Linked DNA regions of Sus scrofa: all the other regions are linked to region 3. A link is a contact called in public HiChIP or PLAC-seq data. All regions are on one chromosome and are shown on one strand. Each heading gives the region's core, a stretch centred on a gene start, on an enhancer-like site or on the middle of the called end of the contact. The rest is flanking DNA. Distances are from core to core; before and after follow the strand shown.

Evidence for each region. HiChIP or PLAC-seq counts read pairs in DNA pulled down with a chosen protein or histone mark.
Region 1: a contact with region 3 is called in an H3K27ac HiChIP or PLAC-seq map of alveolar macrophages. The contact joins two enhancer-like sites. A contact is called at or near these places in 4 of 47 Hi-C or Micro-C datasets (embryonic fibroblasts, retroperitoneal adipose tissue, skeletal muscle and 1 more) and 1 of 2 datasets of contacts at active chromatin or transcription factors (alveolar macrophages).
Region 2: an H3K27ac HiChIP or PLAC-seq map of alveolar macrophages shows a contact between it and region 3. The contact joins the promoter of LOC110256380 here to the enhancer-like site in region 3. A contact is called at or near these places in 4 of 5 promoter capture datasets (fetal liver, fetal skeletal muscle and liver), 8 of 47 Hi-C or Micro-C datasets (alveolar macrophages, embryonic fibroblasts, fetal heart ventricle and 4 more) and 2 of 2 datasets of contacts at active chromatin or transcription factors (alveolar macrophages and skeletal muscle).

The regions. Positions count from the first base shown.
Region 1 is chr1:269,793,784-269,796,483 of Sscrofa11.1, reverse strand. No RefSeq gene overlaps it. Among named protein-coding and RNA genes, the nearest start is that of NTMT1, 25 kb to the left of the region's middle. Within about 2 kb of position 1,278, at least 10 of the 83 cell types and tissues checked have an H3K27ac peak or open chromatin away from gene starts, as enhancers often do. A contact at or near this core is called in alveolar macrophages, where this site is marked.
Region 2 is chr1:269,454,168-269,456,867 of Sscrofa11.1, reverse strand. LOC110256380 reads right to left here and starts at 1,417. Exons shown (of 3, transcript XM_021070004.1): 1 at 941-1,417. The coding sequence starts at 1,402. It overlaps IER5L (immediate early response gene 5-like protein), which reads left to right and starts at 1,344. Exons shown (of 1, transcript XM_005674588.3): 1 at 1,344-2,700. The coding sequence starts at 1,558.
Region 3 is chr1:269,591,435-269,594,134 of Sscrofa11.1, reverse strand. All of the region lies in intron 2 of LOC102162054 (a long non-coding RNA gene), which reads right to left. Among named protein-coding and RNA genes, the nearest start is that of IER5L, 140 kb to the right of the region's middle. Within about 2 kb of position 1,269, at least 16 of the 83 cell types and tissues checked have an H3K27ac peak or open chromatin away from gene starts, as enhancers often do. A contact at or near this core is called in alveolar macrophages, liver, omental adipose tissue and 1 more, where this site is marked.

The DNA.
Region 1 (2,700 bases), core at 29-2,528, 200 kb before region 3:
GAAGAAAATCCCAGCCTGGATTTCAGACGCCCCTTGGAATGGACTGGCCAGAGGTGGAAACAGAGAAAACGGAAGAGGCTCTGAGGAGGTGTGACAGGTGGGACGACGAGTAGCCTCCAAGTGGATGGCGAGTAGCAAGGGCCTGTGATCCAGTCTTCTAGAACTTTCTTCCCACTGCCTTGGTCAAACTCCTACATCCTGGGACTTAATGTAAATGTTCCCTCTACTGGGGAGACTTCCAGAACACAACTCTCCCACCTCATTCTTGCACCTGTTTCCAGCCATCTTTGAACGCCTACTATGTGTCAGGTACTTGCTGAGCACTTTGACTCAGAGGGAGAAACGGCTTGCTGGGGTCCTATAGCTGGAAGGAGGCAGGGCCAGGCTAGGGACCACCTGACTCCACCCCTGGCTTGTGCTCCTGGCAGGGTGGAGTCCAGCGTCATCTTGTTTTTTGTTTTTTGGGTTTTTTTTTTTTTTTTTTTTTTTTTTTTGCTTTTTTTGTAGGGCCACACCCTCAGCATATGGAAGTTCCCAGGCTAGGGGTCAACTCGCAGCTACAGCTGCCAGCCTACACCAGAGCCACAGCAATGTCAGATCCAAGCCTCATCTGCGACCTTCACCGCAGCTCACTCTCAGCAATGCTGGATCCCCAACCCGCTGAGCAAGGCCAGGGATCAAACCTGCGCCCTCATGGATACCAGTCGGGTTCATTACTGCTGAGCCACAGTGGAACTCGCAGCTTCATTTCTTTTCCTCTCCTCTGCTCCTCCCATTTCTGATCTCAGCTTGACTGTTGCCTCCTCCCAGAGGCCCTCCGGGACTGTCCTCCAGTCAATCAACGCTTCCTCCGTTCCCCATATTGTTCTCCATCCCCTCGTTTCACTTCCTGTGTAGCTCTTTTCACAACTGCAATTATTTCCTTCTTTGTTGACATGGTACAGGTCCTCCCCAACTCTCATCGGAGGTCCCAGGAAGCAGGGATGGTGGGTCTTCCTCACTGCTGTGCTTCACAAAGAGCAGACTTCAAATAACCATGGTTTCTATTCCTTATGGAAGTAAATACTGGAAGTCAGGGCTGGTATGAGAGTTCATGGCCACTGTGGACTCGGGCTCCTACTGCCTAGTTGCTGTGCCATCCTCAACAGGCAGTGGCAACCTCCGAGTATACAGCAGCTGCTCCCGCTCCTGCCTCCATGCTCACACTCTAATCCCAGAAAGGAGAAGAAAGGAAGCAGTCCCCCTCAGTCCTTTAAAGGAACTCTCATCAGAAATTGATCCCAAGCACTTTGCCAATATCTCATTGGTCAGAACTGGGTCACGTGGCCATATCTAGCTGCAAGGGATGCTGGGAAATGTAGTCTCTGGGATGGATGGCTATGGGCCCAGCTAAGAATGGGGCGTGTTATTCTTATGGAAGAGGAAAAAAGAGACCTAGCAGCAGGTGTCACAGTGCCCATCTCCTGGCTTATAACAATAATAATAATGATAATAATAAAGGTGGATTTTTTTTGTTGTTGTTGTTGTTTTTCCCATGGCTTGTGGAAGTTTCCAGGCCAGGGATCAAATCCACATCACAGCAGGAACCCAAGCTGCGGCAGTGACAATGCCAGCTCCTTAACCCACTGTGCCACAAAGGAAATCTTGACATGTGTTTATGACTTTACTTTGCAGTCATTCATTTAACCCTCACAATAACATTCAAGGTAGGGACACTGTCAAATCTGCTGCCCAGGGCCACCTGGCTGGGGAGTGGCAGAGCAGAGATTTGAACCTAGGGCCATCTGGCTCCAGATCTGACAGGTTTCTACTTCTCTGTGGTGCCTGCTAAATGGCTGCCGAATGATCTGCTGACCAGACTGCATTTGCTCATCTCCATAAATGGACTGGGCATCCCTGAGTATGGGCTGCCCTCCTTGGGCTGGCTTGGGGCCTGGGCTGTGGCCTCCAGAACCGAGCCTGGCCTGATGGAGGGACCTCAGCAAGGCCACCTCCTGGATGGGGCAGGGGGCTGTGCCACTGGGAAGAGAAAGAGGGGTAGGGACAGCTCAGGGAGGGTTCTAGAGAACCAAGGTGGGGTGGACATGGAGGCAGCCTCTGGCCTCCTTCACAAACTGGGACAGAATCAGTGTGAAAAGAAGATCTTTCCAGGGCAGGGGGAAGCTGAGGTGGCCCTGCCAAAGATTCTGGCTCCTGGGGTGTCCTGATGCTTAGGAACAGGCAGGAGGGCCTGGGGTGGGATAGGCTTTTGCCTGGCCCTGCAGGAGCCCAGCAATGTGGCCTCATCAGCATTTCTCCAGCATCTCCCTTGGGTGCTGGCTGCCTCCCACTGGGGGTCTCTGCTGAGGAGCTCTTCCTGGGTTCACTTTCCTACTCAATCCATCTAGTCCAGGCTTGAGGCACCACTGCTCAGGGAGAGAGGCCCAGACAAGCAGAGAGCCCCATTGTTTTCCCACCCAGCCCCACCTGGACACCAGTCACCTACCAGCCGGGTCCCTGCTAGATCCCCCGCAGGCTTCCAGGTTGGGCTCCTGGCCCTGTATCCAAAATCCTATATATATATATATATATATATATATTTTTTTTTTTTTTTTTTTTTCCCCTACAGGGGGAGTCCTGACATCTTCTGTGCCATGTCATGGTGGCATTTGGTGACACCTCCACACCCGGTCTTGTTTGGAAATGCATAGCAAATACATA
Region 2 (2,700 bases), core at 168-2,667, 140 kb after region 3:
TAAGACTGAAGGGAGAGCCAGAGAGTGCAGGATGGGCTGGCTGGGTCCCTTCACAGCCACCAAGGGATGAGCATGCTGAGAAGAGCAGACCCAAGGAGAGGGCGAAACAACAAGAAGTTTGCTCCTGGGACCTCCTCCCATCCCTTGTGGAGTTCCCTTGTGGTGCAGTGGGTTAAGGACCTGGCATTGTCACTACAGCAGCTCAGGTCGCTGTGGTGTGCAGGTTTGATCCCTGCCCCAGGAACTTCCATAGGCCTCAAGCTCTGCCAAAAAAAAAAAAAAAAAGGCAAAACATTGTCAACAAAAGATAAGCAGGTGAGTTTCTCAGCCCATGGTATCAGCCTCCTGTCTGGAGTTCACAGTCCTGGCCCGAATCTGAGCTCCGCCCTTTAGGAGCTGTGTGATTTCCCACGAGTCAACCCCACTGCTCTGAGACTGTCCCTGCTCTGCAAGCAGTCCCCAGAAAGGATTCAGGGCGTTTGTGGCAGGGGCCTGCCCATTCTAGGCACATAATAGTCCCTATTGTCATTCTTATTGGTTAGAGAGGAAAGGAAAGGTTACAGAACTGGTGATTAGGACAGCGGATGCCGGCTCTCAGAACTCGTTTAGACCTCAGCTGTTTGAGGCCCAAGACTCTCAAGACTCCTCCACCAGCGGAGACCAAAATTTACCAGGTTTTGGCTTCTCCCATCAGACAAAGGGGGTGGGAGGCCGTTCCCCAAGTATTCCCTGGGGCTTCTCCGTCAAAAAGTCAAGGCATCAGGCCCAACATTCTCCGCGGCTTTGGGTACCTTGAAATCTCTTTCCCCCCAGAGGGTCCTCAAAGGTCAAGCCGGCAGCCCCACTAGTCTCTTGCAAAGGCCTTGGGTCCCACGGGTCACTCAGGGGCAGCAGGTGAGATAGGAGGTGCCGCGTGGCCGGGAGTGGGAGCCGTGCGCACCTGCCGCAGGTGAGGCCCAGCCGTGCGGAAGGGGGAGGAGTCGTCGCCGCAGCACGCAGGTGAGCCGACCCCCGGCTCCCAGGAACTAGGCCGAGGGCGGCTGCGGGTTCCAACGTGGCGGGTGCGAGGCGACCCACGTCGCAGACAGCGGCCCCAGCGGCTCCGAGTCCCGCGCTGCGCGGCGGCTCCAGGAGAACATTCGAGGCAGCGACGGCGTTGGAGGCCCGGGGTCCGTTCGGTATTTGAATAGCACAAAGGAACCGCCTTGGTCTGATTGGCCAGCCGAGTGGCCCCGGGGCGGGCAGCGTCTGTCACTCGGGAGGTTCTGGGCACTGTTATTGGTTCACCAGGTGTGGGGCGGGGCCCGGACGCCCAGCTAAATAGCTGGGGCCGGGGCCGGCCGAGGCTCATTGCTTTGGCGCCGTCTGGGGAGCACGAACCTGCGGGTGGCGCGCAGCGCATGGTGGCGGCTCCTCTCAGAGCGCAGCCGACCCGCTGACCCGGGCTCCGTTTCCCGTGCCCGGCGCGTCCCGGAGGCCGGCTGGAGGCCGAAACAGCAGCAGCATTAGCAGCAGCAGCGGCCGCGGCTGCTCTGCCGCCGCCGTCTCCGCGGGAGCATGGAGTGCGCCCTGGACGCCCAGAGCCTGATCAGCATCTCCCTGCGCAAGATCCACAGCTCCCGGACCCAGCGCGGCGGCATCAAGCTGCACAAGAACCTCCTGGTGTCCTACGTGCTCCGCAACGCGCGCCAGCTCTACCTGAGCGAGCGCTACGCCGAGCTCTACCGGCGCCAGCAGCAGCAACAGCAGCAACAGCAGCAGCCGCCCCACCACCAGCACCAGCACCTCGCGTACGCGGCGCCGGGCATGCCGGCCAGCGCGGCCGACTTCGGCCCGCTCCAACTTGGCGGCGGCGGGGACGCGGAGGCGCGCGAACCGGCCGCCCGGCATCAGCTGCACCAGCTCCACCAGCTCCACCAGCTGCACCTCCAGCAGCAGCTGCACCAGCACCAGCACCCGGCGCCCAGGGGCTGCGCGGCGGCGGCCGGGGCGCCCGCGGGCGGCGCGGGGGCGCTCTCGGAGCTGCCCGGGTGCGCCGCGCTCCAGCCGCCGCACGGCGCGCCCCACCGCGGGCAGCCCTTGGAGCCGCTGCAGCCGGGTCCTGCGCCGCTGCCGCCGCCCGCGCCCGCCGCGCTCTGCCCGCGGGACCCTCGCGCCTCGGCAGCCTGCTCCGCGCCCTCCGCGCCCCCAGGGGCCGCCCCTCAGGCCGCTGCCGCCGCCTCCCCGCCCGCCTCCCCGGCCCCCGCCTCCTCCCCCGGCTTCTACCGGGGCGCGTACCCGGCCCCCTCGGACTTCGGCGTGCACTGCAGCAGCCAGACCACTGTGCTGGACCTGGACACTCACGTGGTGACCACGGTGGAGAACGGTTACTTGCACCAGGACTGCTGCGCCTCCGCCCACTGCCCCTGCTGTGGCCAGGGCGCCCCGGGACCTGGCCTGGCGTCCGCTGCCGGCTGCAAGCGCAAGTATTACCCTGGCCAGGAGGAGGAGGACGACGACGACGATGCAGGCGACCTGGGGGCCGAGCCCCCCGGGGGCGCCACGTTTGCCCCCTGCAAGCGCGCCCGCTTCGAGGACTTCTGCCCGGACTCGTCCCCGGACGCGTCCAACATCTCAAACTTGATCTCCATCTTTGGCTCGGGCTTCTCGGGGCTGGTGAGCCGACAGCCGGACTCCTCCGAGCAGCCGCCGCCGCTCAAC
Region 3 (2,700 bases), core at 20-2,519:
GAGCCGTGTCTGCGACCTACACCACAGCTCACGGCAACCCTGGATCCTTAACCCACTAAGCGAGGCCAGGGATCAAACCTGCATCCTCATGGATACTAGTCGGGTTCATTACCACTGAGCCGCCATGGAACTCCTAATATTTTTTTTCTTACAAACATGACTTGAAGGAAAGCCTACCACTGATAACTTGGGAGAACTTAGAATAAGGATTTTTAAAAATTTTACCATCTTAACCATTTTCAAGTGGAAGTACATTCATATTCTTGTGCAACACTCAGCACAGCCATCTCCAGAACTCTTTTTATCTTGCGAAACTCTGTGCCCACTTTCTCCCTCCCCCTCTCCAGGCCTTGGCACCCACCATGCTCTATAAATTTATCCAGTCTAGACACCTAATATAAGTGAAATTATACAATATGTTTTGCTTTGGCTGCAAATGAGACATATGCAAGGTTCTGGGCCGGGGATCGAACCCAAACCTAGGCAGCAGCCTAAGCCGCCGCAATCGGATCCTTAACCCACTGCACCACAGCAGGAACTCCAAAGTCATGCCTTTTGTGTCTGGCATAGTTCCCTTAGCCTAATATCCTCTGAGGTCATCCGGATCGCAGCAGGTGTCAGAATTTCCTTCCCTGTTAAGGCTGAATGATGATATGCATGTACCTCCTTTTGCGTATCTAGTCATCCGTTGATGGACCCTGGCTTGTGGCCATCCTTGGGCTGCTCCGAACAATGCTGCAGTGAACACGGGTGTACCTATATCTGTCGGAGACCCAGATTCGTTGGGGTGTACACCCAGAAGTGGAATCGCTAGCTCAGATGGTCGTTCTATTTTTAATTTTTTGAGGAGCTGCCATACTGTTTTCCACAGCGGCTGTACATGCCCATCCACCGTCCACAAGCTTCCAATTTCTCCCCGCCCTCACCCATACTTGCTATTTTCTGGATTTTGAGAGGAGCCATTCTGACGGTCACGGAGGGAATAAGGATTTTCCCAACTGCCCCTGGTCCTGCTTCCACAGGAGGAAGCAGGGGGCCGGGGTGCCGGTCCGGGTCTGGGAATATTGTAGCCGCATGTCAGAGTCCTCAGACCCCAGACAGGTGAGGGGGGCTGTGCTTCTGGGGCTGCCGTGTGACCTCTGCTGCCACGGGACAGGCAGAGGCCCCAGCCCGGCTGGCTGGGGTCCCACCTTCTCCAGAACCTCATCCTCTCGTGTTGCAATTCCTACTTCCTCAGTTCAGCAGGAACTGAGCTGGGCCTTTCCAGCCCCGGCTGACCCTGTGACCTAGTGTCCCCACCCAGGCCTGGGACACAGAGCAGAGAGGAGGCCGCAGCACCTGGGGGCGGGGGCAGGGGGGGCGGCTCCGTCATCAGCGTGTCCCCTGGCCTTCCCTTTGTGTGGGGGACCAGAGCAGACTTTGGAGCCAGACAGACAGTCTGAGTTCCCTCTCTGCCGCTGGCCAGCTGTGTGACCCTGAATAAGCCACTTCCCTTCCCAGCCCTCCCGTTTCTCATCTGTAGAATGGCAGAAATGGGGCTTGGCACCCCAGGAAGCACTCACTAAGCATCTCCCCAAAAACCCAACATCCTCCTCCTCCTCCATAACATCCAGACGTATAACCAGGTCATGCCTGTGCCAAACAGCCCAGGACGCCCCACTGCCGGCAGGAAAAAGTCCACCACACCATTACAGACTGGTGGGCACTGCCTGGACTGGCCTCTGCCCATATTGCCAAGCTCCCCTTCCCCTCACACATCACATTCCAGCCACCTGGGCTGCCCTCCTGTCCTTCAAATACCTGGCGCTCCTTTGTGCCACTGCCCTTTGCATCTGCCCTTCCCCCTACCCGAAATTTGCTCCCCGAGATTCCACTGCAGTCCCACAGTTTACTCCTAAAAGGCTCTGTCTCACTTCAAATATTACGTCTTCAGAGCCTCTTCCACATGGGAACCCTGGGCTCTCTCTCTCTCTCTTTTTTTTTTTTTTTTTGTCTTTTTGCCTTTTCTAGGGCCACTTCCTGTGGCATATGGAGGTTCCCAGGCTAGGGGTCTAATTGGAGCTGTAGCCACCAGCCTACGCCAGAGCCACAGCAACATGGGATCCAAGCCTTGTCTGCAACCCACACCACAGTTCACGGCAACTCCAGATCCTTAACCCACTGAGCAAGGCCAGGGATCGAACCCGCAACCTCATGGTTCCTAGTCAGATTCGTTAACCACTGTGCCATAACAGGAACTCCCCTGGGCTCTCATCTTGCCCTTTAACCATCCCCACCACAGTGCTTCCCCGGGTGCTCACCGTACTGAAATGCGAAATTATTTGAGGAACGACCATCAGCCTCCCCACGTGAGCTCTGTGAGACCAGCATCACGCCTGTTTTGCTCCCCGTTATCATGTAAGCACAGAGTTGAGCCCCCCCCCCAATATTCATCAAATCAAATGATTCGTTTCCAGACTCTACCTGATTTGGGAACCTCAGATTCTTTCCAACAAAGACAATCCATTACCCACATAACGAAACGAGCTTTAACTTTCATAGCTTGGTAAGCTTTTTCCACTCATTAAATGAACAAATCTGAGAAAACCCTCAGTTACATCCCGTGTCCTAATTTTTCAGCTCAGAAAAATATGGTCACTGCACTCAGAGCAGCTGCTCACAATTCCTGCTGTGCCTCCTCGCCCGCCGCCCAGCCTCCGG